3 separate regions of the Sus scrofa genome follow, and regions 2 and 3 are each linked to region 1. The links are chromatin contacts, called in public Hi-C maps. All regions are on one chromosome and are shown on one strand. Each heading gives the region's core, a stretch centred on a gene start, on an enhancer-like site or on the middle of the called end of the contact. The rest is flanking DNA. Distances are from core to core; before and after follow the strand shown.

Region 1 (4,360 bases), core at 827-3,326:
CCCCCCATTTTCCCTTTCCCTCAGCAAACTGACCCGAGAGAGTGGTACCGACTTCCCCATCCCTGCTGTTCCACCAGGGACAGATCCAGAAACGGAGAGGCTGATCCGAGAGAAAGATGAGGAGGTGAGAGTAGTATGAGGTGGTAGGGCTGGCCAGCCCGAGAGGACCCCTGCTTAAGCATAAACCTCAGTGTCTCTTGGTTTGGGGACAGGATGATCCCTGGCCCTGGTATATATCTGGATCCTGGATTGGTGGATTAGTGGTTCCACCCTGGGACTTCATTATACTCAGGGCCACCAAGGCCCTGGCTCAAGGGATTAGAGGTTTCAGGCACTTTCCTAACATGATAGGACTCTCTGAAAGGTCCCATTTTGATGCATGTGCCTGTTCCAGCTGCGGCGGATGCAGGAGATGCTGCACAAAATCCAAAGACAGATGAAGGAGACCCATTAGCTGGCTTTCAGCCTTGAATATTTAAATCACCGCCTCTTCCTCCTGCTATGCCGGCCCCTCCCAGCACCAGCTCTACTCAGGCCTCTGCAGCTACTGCCACTTGACCTTACATCCCTGCTGCCTCCCCAGAGACTCAGAAGAAATAAAGTTTAACAAATCTATAGGTGGCTTCTGGTGTTTCTGTCGATATCTTTCCATCTCCTGGAGACCAAGAAGATCCTAGGACCCGTTTTGAAAGACTGCCAGAGGAGGGTGCTGGTTTTGGCCTTTACTAGCCAAGGGAGGGTGGGGAGAACCTTCCCCTCCAGAGGCAGGGTTTAGTCACCACCATCTTCCTGATCATATCTATCATGCATCTATTATCTGGGGCCCTGCTCATCTTTCCCACATACAGTACTTCCACAGAAGTTTTGGATTTGATACCTTGAGAAAACACAGTATTAATAGCCTCCCAGCTTTGTATTTCCTGATTTGGGGAATGGGATATTCAGAATTGAGCTCTGCACTCTAGGAAGCCTAGGCCAGCGCACTGAACAAATGTTGGAACCCCTGTAATCACCAAACACTATAGTAAGTGCCAGGAATGGATAAAATACAATCATTGTCCTGGAATAATTCAGTATTTATTTACCAAATATTTATCAAGCATCTATCTGCTAGGTTGCAGATACTGTTTTAAATCTTCGAGTTAAAGCAGTGAACACACATAAGGTTCCAGTTTTCCTGGAAGTTGCTAAATGTAGTAAATGTCCCAATGTCCTATGAAAAGACACGTGAAGACATTTTGGCCCCAGGGCCTGGTATTAAAGCATTCAGGCCCATTTCCAAACTGAAGCTATCAGTTGAGAATCTGAGTCAACTGTTCACCATTTCTGTCGGGTTGGTGGTATCGCTGGGACACGGCGACCTCCAGCGGCCACCCTCCGCCCTGCTGCCTGTTCTGGCTCCCCGGGGTCTCCCAAGGCAAGGGGAGGAGCCAGAGAGAAGCGAGAGAGGAGCCAACTATTCTCCACAGCCTTTTCAGACCAGAAGGTCGCAGCTAAGCTAGTGGCAGTCTCATTCTCATCTCTCAAGTGAGAGATTTTTACTCAAAACTGATGGCATGTGATTCAGGTCACGGACACCAGGGTCGGTTCGCGGATGAAAAGTGAGGTCCTGGAGGAACACGTCAAGGTGTCCGGAAGAAGGGAAAACCTCCCCCAGCCAGTCGAAGACCGAGAAGGAGCCTCAGGCCCTCAGCCCTCTCTTAGCTTTCGGGGTTTTTCTCCCGCTTCTGGCTTTGGGACGGACGATCACAGTGAAATCAAACCAGAAATGGTGCCACCGGGATCTATTTGAAAAGTACACCAGAGGCGGGGTGATCACCGGAAGTGGCTGTGAGAACGCCCCGCCTTCAATTGCGCTACCAGTAGGCGACAGACCGCCCCCACTTCCGGCCCCTGGAGCCTTAACCAGCAGCCCCCCTTTTACTGCTCTCCCATTGGCTGCTGCAGGGACGCGCTGTGATTTCCCATTGGTCGCGTCTTCTCTTCGGCGCCGCGCCTCCTCCCTGCCAGTACAGTCTTGTCTTCCGGCATCCGATAGGCTCAAGACTGGGAGGGCGTCTGCCCCACTTGACCAATGAGCGGTGTGAAGAGTGAGGGCGGCTGCTGCGTGGTGGGGGGCAGGGCGGGACTTGGTGTGGCTATTGGCCAGGGCGGGCACAGACCAGAGATAGGATTGGTTGGGGAGAGGGGCACCGTGGTGGGGGGTCGGAGCTGCGCGGCCTCAGCAGCTGCGGGAGACGGAAGTGGTGAGAGCGCGGCTTCGGAGGGTCGGGCGGACGCCGCCTGGGTGAGTCACCGTGCCCCATACACTGCCAGTCTGGGAACCGCAACGACCGCGTCTTGCCCGGCCCCGCCCCGGCCCCACCGGCTTTCCTGAGACCCGCCTTCTGTCATTCGGGGCTCCGCCTCCGAGTCTTTAGGCTCCGCCCCTAGAACCTGGGCACCTGAGCTCCCCTGTCAGCCTGACCCGCCTCCCCCCGTGGCCAGATACCCTAGGTCCAGGAACCCTGGGTCTCCCAGGCCTAGTTCTCGTCTCTCTCTCCCTCCGTTTCCTTGAGGCTGCTTGCCAGTGGGCGGTGAGGCAGCACCTCTGGCTTGCCGCTTGCTGGCTCCCCCATGAGGAAGGGTGGGCTGTGATCAGGGAGGCGGGTAGGACCACAGATGGAGGCTTTTGTAGCCGCAGCCTTCGGCAAGGCACACTCCTAGACTGCCTCTGAGCTCGAATAGCAGGCATGGAGAAGTGTCATTCAAACCTGGGCCCGGCTCCCTAAGTGGGCCCAGACGGCTCAACCTGACATGTCTGTTGCTTGGGCCCATTTGACGCTCACTGACTCTGAGGCCTGCACTGGCCTGATTCTATCCCCATTGTGTGGACTCCTCCCACTAACCTGCACCCCACTTGGTGTCAAGTACACTCAGCAGAACATGTCCAGCCCTGCTGCCTTCTGATCACAGGTTGTGGTCCCCTCCCTCTTGTCCTCTGCTCTGGACTCTGCCCCAGTAAACAGGTCAGGTGGGTGCTACTCACAGACTCAGAGGCTGGCCGTGCGCTCCTCTGGTGGATTTATGTTTCCACCAGGGCCAGAAATGAGTCCTGGCTGTGCAGCCTCTGTCTCTTCAGAGTTGGCAGGTCTTTTGCTCTCCCACAAAGAACAGGGTTTGGAGTGTTTTACTTCTCCTTCTGGGTCCGGGAATCGGGATGCTTGAGTCCTGCTCCAGAACTTTGTTGCTGCCTTCATGCTCTGCAGAATCACTTGTTGCTTTCTCCCCGTGTAGCTCCCACTGCCTCTGTCTGGCATGGTGAGTTGTGGAGAGACTGGAATCACTGTGAAGAAGGTGAATAAGAGTTGTGGGGAAGTTCAGGAGCAGATGTGTGGTGATGGTTTGTTGATTCTATGGTGGTGTTAATGGTGCTCTTTACTCTTGTGTTTCTCTGGGTCTTTACAGTGAGAAAAGGCAGCCAGACCCTCACCACGGTAGAATGGTGAGTACCCTCTCTTTTCTCAGACGCTTGTGTTTTCTGTAATCCTTGTATCTTTCTCCATGAAGCTGACCCGCCCCTCCTGGACCTTGAGCTTCAGGCTACTCTGTTCAGCAACCAAACAGGTTCATCTGCCCTGGAGATAAATTAGGGTTTCTTTAGGTTGCAAAACGTCATCAGCCAATATACAGCACTGGTACCGGACGCCACTGAAAGTCTTTTTCTGCACGTGCTATGCCATGGTTTCCCCACACTGGCTCCCTGAGCCCTTCATAATGGCCAGAACTTCTCTTCTCTTGGGTCCTTGGTTGCAGCTCTCTGGCCTGGTCCAAAAAACCAGGCCTCCTTTATATCAAGATTCTTGTACTTCCTGATGGGTTCCTTGAATATTGTGGGTGCTTTATTGGGAGTGACTCCACTAAAACTGTGGGACTTCTCTGGCTCCAAATGTGCCGCTGTTTTGATAAGCCTCTGTAGGAACAGCTGATTGGATATATAGCAGGAGAGCACCCTCAAGGTGGCCAGAATATCACTATGGGTGTGGTGTGTGTGTGTGTGTGTGTGTGTGTGTGTGTTATAATGATCCCATAACATTTCCACTAACTATAACTTCCCTTCCCTCACCCCAAGTTCAAGGAACCCCTTAACCCTGGCGAGCTAGGAGGAGGAAACAGTGAGATGAGAAGGAGTGGAGAGCTGCAGGCCCTGGCCCAGATTAGGCCCTTGCTCTGGCTGTATCTCTTTAGTTCTTTCATGTGTCCTATGCTTAGGGACAGGTCAAGGAATTCAGTTACTGAGGGGACTCACTCTTTCCCTCCACAGACATGTGGGTGTGGTGTGTGCGGTACTGTTCTGGTCTCTTCTCAGAAAGCCTGCTGG
Region 2 (4,360 bases), core at 953-3,452, 97 kb before region 1:
CCAACCTGGAGTACATGGTGGAAAGGTGGGTGCACCTCCATCAGGACTTCCAAACAGGGTCTCCCTGGGGGTGCTTTGCTGGAGAGAGAGAATCTGGTCTGGGCAGGACTCCTCCCTGGTGGGCTGAACTGTCTATCAGGGAAGCAGGTTTCCCAAATGCCTCGCCCTGTCTGCCAAAGTTAGAGGGACTTTGGGGGAAGTTGTTTCTGTTCAGGACATTCTCATTTGATTTATTTATTCATTTATTTTTAATTTTTTGTTTGAGGTTCCCAGCCTAGGGGTCGAATTGGAACTACAGCTGCCAGCCTACACCACAGCTCACAGCAATGCTGGATCTAACCCACCGAGCGAGGGCAGGGATCGAACCTGCATCCTCATGGATGCTAGTCAGATTTGTTTCCGCTGAGCCACGACGGGAATTCTGGACATTCTCATTTTATTATTTATTTATTTATTTATTTATTTATTTATTTGTCTTTTTGCTATTTCTGGGGCCGCTCCCACGGTATATGGAGGTTCCCAGGCTAGGGGTCCAATTGGAGCTGTAGCCACCAGCCTACACCAGAGCCACAGCAACGCGGGATCCGAGCCGCGTCTGCAACCTACACCACAGCTCACGGCAACACTGGATCCTTAACTCACTGAGCGAGGTCAGGGACCAAACCCGCAACCTCATGGTTCCTAGTCGGATTTGTTAACCATTGCGCCATGACGGGAACTTCTGGACATTCTCATTTTAATAAACATTTAACAAGCATGAGCATATATTAGCCAGCATGTGTAAATTTTCAAAATTTTCAGTGATGTCATGCAGCGGAGGTGTTTCTGACTCATGTGTGTGGGTGTGGTGGTGGTGAGGGGACGTTCATTCACTGCGTTCCTCTGCTTTGTGGCTCCACCGTCCCCCAGGCTTCAGCCCCTCGCTGTGTCCTCCGCATCGCTGGTCAACGAGCAAGAGAAGGCATGGAGGGACCCATGGTGGGGTTTAGGGACCACCTGAAGTGAGTGTATCACTGCTTCCCACTTGGCAGTGGCCAGAGCCCAATCACCTCTTCTCTGCAGGGAGGCTGGGAAAGGCCCCATAGCTGTGTCCCCTGGAAGGAGAGAGACGTGAAGGCTGCTGGTGAGCCTTTTGACCATTAGGTCCTGCCTGTGTGGGCTGGGCTGGTTCAGGTGTCGGTGGATGGGCTTCATCTCCCATTTGGCAGGAGTCAGAGTCCTCCCTGCAGCTGAGGGCTGGCCCTGTCTCCTGCCTCCCGGCTGCCCCCTCGTGCTTCCTCACAGTCATCCACAGAGCTGAGCCTCAGGCCCAGGGCTGATCCTGAGCTGTTGTGGGGCGGCAGCCACAGGCAGACCCCAGCTTAGATCTGTTTACCTCCGCTTCCCCTTGTCCTCGCCCGCCACCCGGCACCGTCACCGGAGCTTTGTTTCTGAGCCTCTCAGCAGGTCTTTGCTTCTTACCTCTCTCACTACATGAAAAGCCCTGCAAGGGCAGGCGTTTCTGTTTTGCCTGCTGCCATATCTCAGACACCTGGAACAGGCCTCCACACGGCAGGAGCGCCGCGTGGTTTTTAAGTGAACGAAGTGGAAAGACTCACGTCCCCGGCCCTGTGGGCCGCTTGCTGTCTGCCTGGAGAGGGGAGCAGGGGCCAGGCCTTGTGGGCCTTGGGGAAGACTTTGAATTTAATCCTAAGAACACCATTTGAGCAGAATGATGTCCGGGCTTACTTACGGGTTAAGAAGATCCCCCTCGCTCCTGCATATGGGGAAGGGGCTGTGCTGGGACACGAGAGAAGCAGAGAAGCCGTTAGGGGGTGACCGGGGCAGTTTTCCACGTGGGAGCCGTGGAGGCCAGACCACAATTGCCCTCAGGTCTGGTTCTTCCTCAATGCCAGTGGCTCCCGTCGCCTGTAAGATTAAGTCCTGGCACTTTGCAGAGTGAGAAGCTTTCCTGGGTGGGCTCTGCCCACAGTGTCAACCTCTTGGCTCCTGGTCTGCCTGGCCACGTGAAGGCACTCTCAGTCCGTGCCATTTCCTGTTGCTGCTCCTCCTTGCGTCTGGAATACCACCCCCCTCCCCCGCCGCCACCACCGATGTTTATCCTTTTAAACTCAATCCCAATGCAGCCTCCCACCACACCCCACGAAGCCTACGCTGAAGTCCCCTCCCTGCATCCCTAAGCATATCTCACTGCCCTGCCGTCCAGTGTGTCTGCTCCACCAGATGGCGAGCTTGTTCACCTTCAGCCCCCAGCTCAGGGCCTGCCACACGGGAAGTGCTCAGGGAGCATTCGAGGTGAATGCATGAGTCTAGCTGAAGGGAAAACTTTGTCAGTTTGGCCATGGGTTCAGGAGCAGTCTAAAGGGTTTGGCCATTCAAAAGGGTGGCAACGGGCCCAAGTTGTTTGCCAGTGATGCAGCGCCATCTGTTGTTGACTTGGAGGTATAACAGTCTCTTTGACTTGAGTTCTCCAATAGAAATGTCAGTCCTGGAGTGAAATGGCGCTGTGGAGATGGCCAGGCCCACACCTGTCCCCTGGAGATGAGGGAACAGGCGCCCAGAGAGTTGAAGAGATGGTCTGAAGTTAGCCAGGTGTGGCTGGAATAAGTGGTAGAGGATGTCTCCTGGCTGTAGAGGCAGGATGGATTGGAGATTGAAGGTAGAAAGTCCAGCCAGGAGGCCACAGGGCAGGGCCTGGTGGTGACCAAGGAACCAAAATAGAAGGGAAAGATATGAGATGCCCCGAGAAACTGGAGTTCACACACTGGCTAGGTGAGGGGCTGCAAGGTAACTGGGCTGGAAGGTGTGACTTATTTTGAGCTTGTGGCCCTCAGAATGGAACTTTGGGCAGTAACGTTCATCAACAACATTTAACAGCTGACAACATGAGTCGATTATCCAAGAATCCAAAAGAGCTGTCAATTCCACATTTATTTTTGGTCATACTCGATTTGGACAGGTCCAGTTGTTTAATATCATCGTCAAGGGTAGTCTCTTGGTGTAAAAATGGTACAGCTGTTTCTCCTGTTGCTCAGCTCCTTCTTAATGGAATCTTTAGAGTTGGAATTGACCTTGCAAGTGGTATCACATAGCCGTAGCCAAATGTAATTTTAAGGATGTCAAACCTGAAGCCCAGAAAGAAACTACCCCAGAATCACAGCCAGGAAAGAAGCCCCCTTCCTGCACCCCACTAGCTTTAACAGAGAAGGAAGAGGGCTTGCAAGAGAAGAAGGTGAATGAAAGTAGAAGAGAAAGGATATAAATCCTGGTTTTAAGTGACTTGTCCCTTTAGGCAGCCTGCGAGGCCTGAGAAGGTCGACGAGTGTCTCCCTTGGACAGTCGCCCCGCAGTGCGAAGAGACAGACAGGTAGGCGAGGTCCTCAGAATGTGTCTCTGACAATAAAACACTCCGTGGCTTTTCCTGTGATACTCATATGATGTTTGCGTGTGTAGCCACACTGTTCACATGTCTCTAGCCACACCTGCCTGTTTAGCAGTACAACTAAAGGTTGTAAAAATACCAGCTGTCATATCTTCATGGCTTCCTGAACTCACTGCCATCTATCAAAATTTCTGTTGCAAGAAATATTACTTAGGCAAGTTTGGTCTAAGTCTGAGGAGTCCATCCCATCCTCTAAAAGCTTTCCTTGGCCAGCAACAAGAACTTCTGGTTACCTGCTTTTTATTTTACTTATTTATTTTGTCTTTTTGCCATTTCTTGGTCCACTTCTGCGGCATATGGAGGTTCCCAGGCTAGGGGTCCAATCAGAGCTGTAGCCGCCGGCCTTACACCGCAGCCACAGCAACATGGGATCTGAACCGCGTCTGCAACCTACACCACAGCTCATGGCAACGCCGGACCGTTAACCCACTGAGCAAGGCCAGGGACTGAACCCGCAACCTCATGGTTCCTTGTCGGATGTGTTAACCACTGTGCCACAACGGGAACTCCATCCTGCTTTTTAAAAACTTCATTCAAGCAGCAGTCACCCCATATTTGGCAGACACTTACCATGATGTCCATATCTATTCCTCACTCGCTTGGTGCTTTACAGCTCGTGGAGTGTTTCCATGGGCGTGATCTCATTTGATGCTCGTGACAGCTGTAGGCAGAGTCAGTGCTGCTTTCACCCTGACGGCTCTCCTTGGTCCAGGAGACATTTACAACACTCTGACTTAGTTCTCAAGGAGCCTGCTTGGGAAGTCGAGTTATTCAAGCAAATTCGTGAACCCTTTGGGTGCTTATTCCCAAGAGGGCAGAGCTCAGAAAAGAGGCAATCATGGGGAGTTGGAAGTCCCAGAAGGCTTTGATAAAGCAGGTGGGGCTTTGAGGGGACTCTTGAGAGAGTGAGTCCTAGGT
Region 3 (4,360 bases), core at 1,201-3,700, 69 kb before region 1:
CTCTTGCATTCTTACAGCATTTGTTATTGTAGTTGCTTCTTTTTTTTTCCCTTGTAGTCCTTGCTAGATTCCATCCTCTTTTTTGGTATATAGCGGGTGTTCAGTTACCTTTGCTGAGCTGACCTGAGAGATTTACTCAAATCACACAGCTAGTTATTTGACACAGTGACAACCAGAACTAAGAGTCCATGTCCTTCTCCCCTCCCAAAAGGCAGTTTCACTATCATTTTCCTTTGCCTGCTTGACATCTTGGCAGAGTTAATAATTACCAACAGTATAGCCAACACATCCTTCCCTTGGGAGGCCTTGGGGTCCATATGACTTAGCAGCTGCTTCCTGTTACGTGGGAAGTTAACCTTGGATCAGTAGCCGGTGTGTGGCACAAGATCTAAGGGTACCCAGGGTTTTGATACAGACATTTACAAAATTGTACTCTCTGGTCTTTTAAAATATACAACCACCTATTTTATTTTATTTTATTTTATTTATTTTATTTTATTTTATTTTATTTTTTTTATGTTATGTTATGTTATTTTATTTTATTTATTTTTGTCTTTTTGCCATTTCTAGGGCCGCTTCCTGCGGCATATGGAGGTTCCCAGGCTAGGGGTCGAATCGGAGCTGTAGCCGCCAGCCTACGCCAGAGCCACAGCAACGCAGGATCCAAGCCGAGTCTGCAACCTACATCACAGCTCACGGCAACACCGGATCCTTAACCCACTGAGCGAGGCCAGGGATCAAACCCACAACCTCATGGTTCCTAGTCGGATTCCTTAACCACTGAGCCACAATGGGAACTCCTATAACCACCTATTTTAAAACCAGGGTTAGACACCTGCTGAGGCAAGTGGCTTGGTCCATGGTCTTGCCTCAGTCTGAACCCAGGCAGAGCAAGATTGGGTTCTGAACTTACTCCCTGCTTCCTGCCGTTGCACACTCCAGCTTCCATTTCTAACCTGATTCAGGTCCCTATCACAGTCAGAAGCATTGTGTGTGTGTGTGTGTGTGTGTGTGTGTGTTTGCTTTTTAGGGCCGTACCTGCAGTGCATATGGAGGTTCCCAGACTAGGAGTCGAATTGGAGCCACAGCTGCCAGCCTATGCCACAGCAGTGCCAAATCGGAGCCACATCTGTTACACACACCACAGCTCATGGCAACCCCGGATCCTTAACCCACTGAACGAGGCCAGGGGTCGAACCCCCAGTCTCATGGTTCCTAGTCGGATTCGTTTTCTGTTGCGCCACGATGGGAACTCCATAGTCGCAAGCATTTTAAGCTGTAAGCTTTTATATGAAGACTTAAATTCTCAGGACAGTATGTATTTAAAGTTTCCAGACCTGGGTCTCTGGCGGCTGATTCTCTCTGTGGATCCTGAACCATGATCACGTTGTGTGTGAGCCTGGCCTGTGCATGACCACTTCACTTGTGTCTGGAAGGGGGTTGCCTAGGATAGAGCAGTTATGGGGCAGGAAAGTCGGAAAACAGGGCTCCTTGGATACAGACATCGGAAGTACATATAGAAACCTGATTTCTGCTTGTCTCCTCCTTCAGCCCTTCTTCCCCCTTTTCCACTAGGGCTCTGATATATATCCTCTCTCTCCACAACAGGCCGTGCAACAGCGGTAACGGGGATGCATGCTGGGTTCCAAGCCCAGTTCTGCCACTTTTTTTTTCCTGCATGACCGTGGCAGGTCACTTCCCCTCAGTGCCCCACTTTCCCCTCATATAAAATAAAGCAGAAGGACAGACTCTAAAAATCTCTAAGTTCCCCTCCAGCTCTAAATTGATCTTGTTAGGAATTTGTGGAGTTCCTGTTGTAACTCAGTGGAAACGAATCTCACTAGCATCCATGAGGACACAGGTTCGATCCCTGGCCTCACTCAGTGGGTTAAGGATCCAGTGTTGCCATGAGCTATGGTGTAGGTCGAAGATGTGGCTCGGATCTGGCATTGCTGTGGCTGGGGCGTAGGCCAGTGACTACAGCTCTGATTCAACCCCTGGCCTGGGAACTTCCATATGCTGTGGGCGCGACCCTAAAAAGACCAAAAAAAAAGGGGGGGATTTGTTTATGCTTTCTAAGGCCTTGGCCTTTGTAAGAGGATGGCAAGAAGAACCTCACTGCTTCTGCATCAGTGGGGGTTCAAAGTGTCTTGGCTTCTGCTCAAGATGGCACTGTCATGGTGGGCCTCCCACTGCCTACCAGACTCCCTTCTGGACCTAAAGAGTGGCAGGGGGATCATGGGCATTTGCCAACAGGGCAGGCTGGTCTCTCTGCCTCCTTCTTTATAAACCACAGCAGTATAACGGTGGGAAAGGAAAGGGATACTGGCCCTGTGTGCCCAGAAGTCTGCGAAAGTATCTTCCCGAGAAGAGGGGAGGAGGAATTGCCCATGCTTCATGCCAGCGAGAGCAGAGACAGTTGAATTCGCTCCTTAGTACTCGCGACCCCACCCCCACTGTTGAAGGAGGGTTTGGTGGCCAAGAGACACAGTTAGCACTCTGGGAATGCCTAGCTAATGGTCTTTTCTGTTTGGAATCTTTCGTGAACAAACGGTTCTTGGTTTCAACGCCCCCTGGTGTCTGTTGACAGGAACCAGGTCAGTTCGCCTTCCTGAAAAGACAAAACAACATTTGTCTCCAGAAATAACCGTGCAGTTATAACAGAAAGGCCAGTAAATGGCTTGATTGTATTCGGAGTGTCAGAATATAGTTCTCCCCTCTGAGCAAGGAAAATAAACTTTCAGAGCAGAAATCTCTTCCGCAGTACTCTATCCAAACCCAGTTAGGAAGCACTTTGTTTGGTCCAGAAGATTATTTCTCATTCTGGACCAGACCAAGGAAAATTCTAGGGAATGAAAATTATAATCTGAGTTGGCAAAAAGTCACTAAAAATGCATTTACCTTGTTCTTTTAGATGAAGAAATGTTCCAAATGAGAAGAAGCCTTGGAAAGAATGCTGAAATTTTGACCAGGTCTCAATTCCAACCTATACAAAGGTATATGCTATTATTTTATTCACAGTTTTGGATTCCTGGAAGTATTGTTAAATGATGATAACGCCCTGTATTTGTTTGTCATCTTCGTATATAATGGCCACCATGTTATAACAATAAACTTTGAGCAGTTTCGCTTTGTCAGGACTTGTTCAGCAGAATCATGAGGAGTTGTGAAAAGGAGTCATTATCTGTATTCAGATCCTGACTCTGCTTTTCTAATTGCATGACCTTGGTCAGATTTCTCAACCCTTCTCCTCTAGTTCCCCAATTAAAGAATAGCGATAAGAGGAGTTCCTGTAGTGGCGCAGCGCAAGCAAATCTGACTAGTATCCCTGAGGACGAGGGTTCGATCCCTGGCCTCGCTCAGTGGGTCGGAGTCTGGCGTTGCCATGGGCTGTGGTGTATATCTCAGACTCGGCTGAGATCCTGAGTTGCTGTGGCTGTGACATAGGCTGGCAGCTGTAGCTCTGATTTGACTCCTAGCCTAGTAACTTCCATATGCTACGGGTGTGGCCCTAGAAAGCAAAAAAAAAAAAAAAAAAAAAAGGCAACGTGAGGGGTCCTTGTGTTGGAAATGTTCTGTATCTTGATCATTTCAATATTGATATCTTGGCTATGATATTGTTCTATAGATTTGCAAGATGTTACCATCAAGGGAAACTGGGTAAAGTGTATTTCTTAAAATTGCATGTTGGAATTCCCTGGTGGCTCAGTGGGTTAAGGATCTGGCATTGTCGCTGCCATGGCAAGGGTTCAATCCCTGGCCCAGGAACTTCTGTATGCCCCGAGTACAACCCAACACCTGCCCCCCCCATATACACACACTCTCTCTGCATGTTGAATATACATAGTTATCTCAAGATGAAAAGTTTAATTAAAAAACTAATAATAGATGCTGAGTGCCTGGTGCACAGTAACACTTTCCTTTCCCCTTTCTGGGCCTCAATCTCCTTTCTGTAGTAATTATAGCTAGTTTTCCTAAGTAGCTACCATATGCCAGGTACTCTGTTTTGTCAGATATAATTTATATAACAATTCTCTAATTATGCAAATATGAAAAGCAAAGTTTGTAAAGTTAAAGTATTTTTTCCTAAGGTTGCACAGTACTTATACCAGTCACAATAGGCTAAATTATGCTACGTAACAAACAACCCCCAGGTTTTAGTGACTTAAAACAATAAAAATTTATCTTGTACTCATGTTCCATGTCCATCATGTGTTGGTCAGGAATGTTCTGTACTATAACCGTCTATCAGAAATCCAGGCTGAGGGAGACTACATCTTTGTGCCTCCTTTCCTTTTTAATTTACTTTTTAATTTCAGATTTTTAACTTTGTTTCGTTTTGTTTGCCTTGCTGCAACCA

What was found. A called contact is a pair of places that touch in the nucleus more often than the background predicts.
Region 2: a contact with region 1 is called in a Hi-C map of embryonic fibroblasts, with 4 times the contacts expected there. The contact joins the enhancer-like site here to the promoter of MTMR4 in region 1. A contact is called at or near these places in 1 of 5 promoter capture datasets (fetal liver), 16 of 47 Hi-C or Micro-C datasets (alveolar macrophages, brain, embryonic fibroblasts and 8 more) and 2 of 2 datasets of contacts at active chromatin or transcription factors (alveolar macrophages and skeletal muscle).
Region 3: a Hi-C map of fetal skeletal muscle shows a contact between it and region 1, with 3 times the contacts expected there. The contact joins the enhancer-like site here to the promoter of MTMR4 in region 1. A contact is called at or near these places in 1 of 5 promoter capture datasets (liver), 11 of 47 Hi-C or Micro-C datasets (alveolar macrophages, embryonic fibroblasts, fetal liver and 4 more) and 2 of 2 datasets of contacts at active chromatin or transcription factors (alveolar macrophages and skeletal muscle).

Annotation. Positions count from the first base shown.
Region 1 is chr12:34,769,031-34,773,390 of Sscrofa11.1, reverse strand. It overlaps MTMR4 (myotubularin-related protein 4), which reads left to right and starts at 2,076. Exons shown (of 20, transcript XM_005668984.3): 1 at 2,076-2,287; 2 at 3,277-3,336; 3 at 3,448-3,484. The coding sequence starts at 3,482. SEPT4 (septin-4) reads left to right here. Exons shown (of 11, transcript XM_005668982.3): 10 at 25-124; 11 at 395-615. The coding sequence ends at 454.
Region 2 is chr12:34,866,378-34,870,737 of Sscrofa11.1, reverse strand. TEX14 (inactive serine/threonine-protein kinase TEX14) reads left to right here. Exons shown (of 34, transcript XM_021067278.1): 10 at 1-25. Among named protein-coding and RNA genes, the nearest start is that of C12H17orf47, 65 kb to the right of the region's middle. Within about 2 kb of position 2,202, at least 28 of the 83 cell types and tissues checked have an H3K27ac peak or open chromatin away from gene starts, as enhancers often do. A contact at or near this core is called in alveolar macrophages, brain, embryonic fibroblasts and 3 more, where this site is marked.
Region 3 is chr12:34,838,726-34,843,085 of Sscrofa11.1, reverse strand. TEX14 (inactive serine/threonine-protein kinase TEX14) reads left to right here. Exons shown (of 34, transcript XM_021067278.1): 22 at 2,915-2,996. Among named protein-coding and RNA genes, the nearest start is that of C12H17orf47, 38 kb to the right of the region's middle. Within about 2 kb of position 2,450, at least 9 of the 83 cell types and tissues checked have an H3K27ac peak or open chromatin away from gene starts, as enhancers often do. A contact at or near this core is called in fetal skeletal muscle, where this site is marked.